Regions from separate parts of the Mus musculus genome. Here region 2 is linked to region 1. Evidence: chromatin contacts called from public ChIA-PET data. All regions are on one chromosome and are shown on one strand. Each heading gives the region's core, a stretch centred on a gene start, on an enhancer-like site or on the middle of the called end of the contact. The rest is flanking DNA. Distances are from core to core; before and after follow the strand shown.

Region 1 (2,716 bases), core at 13-2,512:
CTCCAGCATTTACATAACTACTGCTTACTTGGTTAGCAGGCTTGACATCCTCTGCTAGTACTCTATAACCTATATAATCTATAACTATAGCTGTAATAGGATAGATATGACATGTCTTTCCAAGGAGCTCTTGTGTCGAGGGGTGACACCAATTGGTGATGAAAATGCTACTTTCACCCATAAATTAATGTAAGTTTGTGGGAATGGGCCATTGAGAGTAAAGCCCCGCTGAAGAATGAGGGCTATTAGGGGTGTGCTTTCAACCTGTTGCTCTTTCTCTAGCCTCTTCCCCAGTGCTCTCTGCCATGCCCTCCTCCCTGCCTTGATATAGACTTCAGTCCAGCGCCCAGAAACACCCAGAACCCAGCGACCTCTCAAGCCATGAGACAAAATAAGAATTTTCTCTCTGAGTTGCCTTGCTCTGTTTTGTCACAAAACCTAAATAGCACAAGATTGTAAACTACCCTCCCGTGTGAGAGAGTGCATGTGCCGGTGACCGTGCGTGTGCGTGCGTGTGTGATATGTCCATGTTTTGTGTAAGGGTGCCCCTGCCTCTGCCCAGAAGCCAGTGAATCACTCACTGACTTACTACTTTGAGACAGGGTCTCTCACTTAACCAGAAACTAAGGGGTTGGATGGGAAGTTGCTGCAATCCTCCTGTCTCTGACCCTCGCAGAGCTGGGTTACAGGCAAGCTCAGTCACACTGGGCCTTGAAGTGGGTGCTGGGGATTTGAGTCTATGTCTTCATGGCTTCATATCAAGCTCTTAAGCACTAAGCCATCTCCCCAACCCCCACATCATCTTTTGCAGCCATTTTCACAACAAACTCGGTTTATAAGAGAAACCACTATGGAGGGATGAAAAATCTTAAAAGCTGAGTACAATTTTCAGATTGAGAATCAACTTTTTATTTGGGTTGAACTGGCATCAAAACCGCCCACCCTCCTCCCACCCAAACACTCCCAGTGTGCAGCTGGGGTCGCTGTGGAGCCAGTTTCCACCGATGGCGCATCCAGTTTGTGTCCCGTTGTTACGACAACGAGGTCCAACGGTTGGGAAGGAAACTGGAGGGAAAACACTCAACGCCAGGGTGGTACTGGAGTCTGCTCCTGCGTGCCTGGCCCCCGGGACCGACCCTGGCGGCCCAGCTCTCACCTTCTTGCTGCTCATGGCGTCGACTTGCGGGCCAGGCAACGCCGGCCGGGATCGCTGCTGCGGAACTCAGGACCTGGAGAGGAGAGTTGTTCGCCGCTGGACAGCTCTAGGCTCTTTCTGAGCTGAGAGCTTTAACCGCCGTGGTCGATTCGTTGCTAAGCAACAAACTGGCGGATTCTACTTCCGGTCGTCTGCATCTGCGAGATGAGGTGCAGAACTTTCTGAGAGGTCGAGCAGGGTGGCTCTCTGAGGCCTAGGTGGCTTCCAACACAGCCCTCACTCCACTTTACAGAGGGTGGCAGGCAACTGTGAGGAGCGAAGACCCCTTGATGTCTAAGTGGGTCCTCAAGTTACTGCATCTTTCACCGAGTCTGCGTGGGCGTGGTTCTCTGCCTTAAGCCTTCATTCGGCTGTTTCTGCAGATTTCATTGCTAATGTAGGCAAATAGAATAATGACAAGGCACTCAAGACTAAAGCCTGTAAAGTGCTCCATATCCAGGAGCCTCAGTGTTCAGTTCTGTTGACTTCCCTAACACACTAGAAAGTGAGCCTTCGGAAATTCATTTAAATCCACGCGTGATTGACTACATGAACGAAGCTGTGCCAAGACAGTCCCTCAGGCATAGGCTTGGGTGACCGTAAGGCATGTGTTCATAACTAATAGAAACAGTGCTGTGAGTCATTTCTCTTAGAAGATGCAGAAGAAACGTGAAAGCTGAGATTTGAAAGAGGAGGACACATGCTGTGCAAGGAATATTTCGGGCAGAGCAATCAGATGCAAAAGCCTGAGACATTTCATGGTTATTAGAAGAACAAAAAACAAAAATCAGAAGAACAGAAGAAAATTAGAAGAACAAAAACGAAATCTATCAGACTGTCGTTGGAATAAAGCACATTGGAGTCCGGTGATGAAGATGAAGATAAATAAGTGCTCTATTTTAAAGATCTGGTAAAATAGAGTGAGGAGTTTAGACTTCAATGTAAACTGCCTCCTACTGAAAAGTTTTTGTTTAATTTTGTTTATTTATTTTGGTTTGGTTTTGAGATCGTCTCATTTCTTAGCCTAGACAGGTCACAAACTCTCAATCTGTCTGTGGCAGCCTCCCAAGTGCTAGAATTACAGGCTTATGCCACCATGCCTGACGGTAAACGTTTTCTGTTGAGAAATGGCAGGTTCCTAACCTAAAATTTATGTGACATCTTAAGGGATCTCGAATGGCCAAAAACAACGTTTTTTAAGTGACATATTTGGAAGCCTCATATTTTTTTTTATTTCAAAATTTAGTACAAAGCTACAGTGATGAAACAATGTCTTCACAACAAATGATACTGAGGAAAGTAGATATCCACGTGCACAAATGTGACATAGACACTTAATGTCACATATAAAAATCACCTCCTGTAGGTGGATTACCTACATGGAAGAACTAAAACTTTAAAACCTTTAATGAAAACAGAGGGTCTCATGGCACTTGATTTTCTTTTGGTTTTATTTTTTATTAAAATCTTATTTATTTTATACACATGAGTGTTCTGCATGTACCCAGATGCCAGAAGAGG
Region 2 (2,999 bases), core at 171-2,670, 120 kb after region 1:
TGGAATTACAGGTAGGATAGGCACCACCTGGCCTGGATTCACAATCTACTTTTATAATAAATTACCTACCTACAAAGCAAAGACCAACCCAAAAGTGCTATCACGTTTACATATGCTAATAAGCTCATAAATTGATTCAATGGAAGAATAAGGTAAAAATCTTTAAGTATTTCGGTTATAGGGAACTGAGTGGGTGGGCAGGGGGTGTTGAAGAGAGAGATTGTTTTAGAGGTTAAACTATGAGAACCTATCAGAAGCCCTCTCACATTAACAGCCTCACTGGACACCAGCAGCAGGACAGATCCACAAAAGGGACACCAATGGGTGTCCAGAACTCATCCTTATCCTTTTTTTTTTTTTTTCTTAAATTGTGCAAAGAGCCATTTTATTTCAGGACTCCTCTGTGCTTTTCTATTGACTAGCTGAAAGAGGGCCTGGATGGTAAACGCTCTTTTATTGGAGGAGGAAAAAACTGCATTATTGATGATACTGCAGAGCAATAAAAGACATGGAAAGAGGTTCATAATTAATGGTGTGAAACACACACACACAAAAATCAGCTTGCAGACAGGTTATGCAGCACAGTTTTTGTTTTCAAATCTGTACACGTGTGTGTCCACATGCGAGCAACTTAAGGACGAGTAGAAGCAGACACTCCAGACTGTTGGACATTTGACTGGAGATATATATATATACTTTATACACATTTAATGTATTTACATTTTAAATATTTTCCTTGGCATGTTTGCAAAAAGTTTTCCTTTTATACCACAAATAAAAAGTATAATTTTCCAGTGAGAAAAAGATTCTCATTAAAGAGAGAGAGAGAAAAAAAAAACAAAACCAAACCTACTATATGTTTCTAGGTCTATTCCATTGGGTGTGGCAGTGTGTGCGCCTCAGACACCAGCACCCTTGAGAGTAAGGCTAAGCCAGGGAATTACAAATTCTAGGTCAACCTGGGCTCCAAAAATCACAAACCAGCAGTGCCGTTCTGTTGTATAAAATCCTTTCCTGGAGACTTCTGTTCCAGAGTGAGTTTACTCCCCTAACTTTACTTTACTCTCCTAACTTCTGGGTTGACATTTCAGTCTTCTCAAATTCATGACACAACTAACTTCCTATATGAACATCTTCTCTTTGGTCAAAGAGAAGCGGCTTCCCCAAGCCTTCCCCAAGCGGCTGCAGTCCCTGCTGCTCTCTAACTCTCTCTCTCCCTCCATTTTCAATCAGCCGGCAGAAACCTCAGATGAACTCAGGAGAGAGCACTGCTCTGCACTTTGCAGACTGGCATGTGAACTGACTGCTTAAGAGGAAATGCCATAAAGTGAGTTTACTCTTTACTCATAAAACCCCCAGAGCTCCAGGGGGTAGGAAGTCTTCTACAGAAATGCAAATGCAGAGCGAAACCAGCAGCCACCAAGCAGAGGAAGTGCAGTAATCCGTTCAGGCTGCTAGTCTCCATGGAAACGCCATTGAGTAAGTCTCAAGTCTCTATCAGCTAAATCACTGGTTACTTTATTACTACAGAAGAAGGGGGGAAAGTCGTGGATACAACTTGTTCCGGCTTCAGAGACTACCATATATACTTTAATAAACACATTTCTTGAGGAACATTTGATCAGAGCTACCCAGGGCTACCACGGAATGAGCATAAGGAATCAAAGAGCACAAGTCACACTAGCTTGCTTGGAAGGTTGAAAGACTGAATTATCTGTCCAAGAGCCTCTCTGTCATCACTCTGGCTTGCAGTGACAGCTGTCACCCTTCACACCCTTCCAACTCTGCGGGTTAGAGCTTCTCATGGGAAGATGATAATATACTTGTGAGAAGGAAGTTTCAAAAAAGTATATTTATTTTTAGTAAGGAGGACATTGGTTCTATCTAGTATATTTGTACAGTATCACAACTTAAATGATAGACACAGAATCACTAAGAGGGAAAAGAATATACTGGAGCTGACTGGCTTGAGGCCTACCAGCCGCCTAGCTCTGTGAAGCCAGGAAACAGCAAGGGGGCGGATGGCTTTAGTGTGTATGTTTTGGTCTTTGGAGTATTAGACTCAGTAATATAAAGCAATGTCACCGATTTCTTTATACTCAAGTGATACTTTAAATCTCATAAAAGGTTATCAGTGAAAAAGTTGCTTCTGATAAAACTTATACTGCTATGTCCTGAAGTGATTTCTCTTATGTTTTTGTCTAAATGAGGTATGTGAGAGAGAGAGAGAGAGAGAGAGAGAGAGAGAGAGAGAGAGAGACAGAAAGCATTCATCTGAGTAGTACGGAAGCTACACAGGTTAAAGATTAAAGGCTTAAACGGAAACAAGAAAGCATACACTCCCTAAAGACTTTCTAATACATTATCTCATTCAGGTGTTAGAAATACTCTCTGAGCCCGGGCATTGTTACTTCTGTTCTATGGAGAGGGATAACACCTTTCTTTGTGCTGCATTATGATAAGGGTAGGAACAGGCGCCCATACAGCAAGAGAGGAAGAATGACAATAGCTCTTACCCAACTGTGCGTTTGCAATGATTCTGACAAACAGCTCCATCTACAATGAGTCAGCCTGAGAACTTTCTGGAACTACCAGGGGAAGTAGCGATGCCAGCATAGACAACCATCAAGACTCTTCAGCAATTCTATGGTGTTACCACTCACTCAACCCAAGCTAACATACCACCCCACCAACTGTCTATAGAAGAGGCAACTGAACCCTGAAATTCACCAAGTAGTGGTCCTGGAGATCCCAAAGTTTGATGGTGACAAAGTGGACCTGGAATCCAGGATTTCTACCTTCACAAGCCCTACCTCCCAGCGTTGTGTATTTATTGTTAGCCACAGTAAAGCAATAGTTTTCAACCCCAACAAAATGTATGATATTGTTGAGAGTCTGGTACAGAGAGGACTCAAATGGAATGAGAACAGATACTAGCCACCTCAGAGGTATGCAACACATCCACAAGACTGAATCCTATTCAACAGCTACCATATGCT

What was found. ChIA-PET counts read pairs in DNA pulled down with a chosen protein or histone mark.
Region 2: an RNA polymerase II ChIA-PET map of memory CD8 T cells shows a contact between it and region 1, with 21 read pairs. The contact joins the enhancer-like site here to the promoter of Dnah7a in region 1. A contact is called at or near these places in 1 of 15 datasets of contacts at CTCF or cohesin (the NIH/3T3 cell line), 6 of 484 Hi-C or Micro-C datasets (CD4 T cells, CD8 T cells, adipose-derived mesenchymal stem cells and 3 more), 3 of 115 datasets of contacts at active chromatin or transcription factors (the HPC-7 cell line, bone marrow-derived macrophages and memory CD8 T cells) and 3 of 9 other capture datasets (adipose tissue, bone marrow-derived macrophages and liver).

What each region holds. Positions count from the first base shown.
Region 1 is chr1:53,705,522-53,708,237 of GRCm38.p6, forward strand. It overlaps Dnah7a (dynein, axonemal, heavy chain 7A), which reads right to left and starts at 1,263. Exons shown (of 66, transcript NM_001252070.1): 1 at 1,157-1,263. The coding sequence starts at 1,171. All of the region lies in intron 2 of Gm32311 (a long non-coding RNA gene), which reads left to right.
Region 2 is chr1:53,822,566-53,825,564 of GRCm38.p6, forward strand. All of the region lies in intron 28 of Hecw2 (HECT, C2 and WW domain containing E3 ubiquitin protein ligase 2), which reads right to left. Among named protein-coding and RNA genes, the nearest start is that of Mir7681, 25 kb to the right of the region's middle. Within about 2 kb of position 1,421, at least 275 of the 459 cell types and tissues checked have an H3K27ac peak or open chromatin away from gene starts, as enhancers often do. A contact at or near this core is called in CD8 T cells, the HPC-7 cell line, adipose tissue and 7 more, where this site is marked.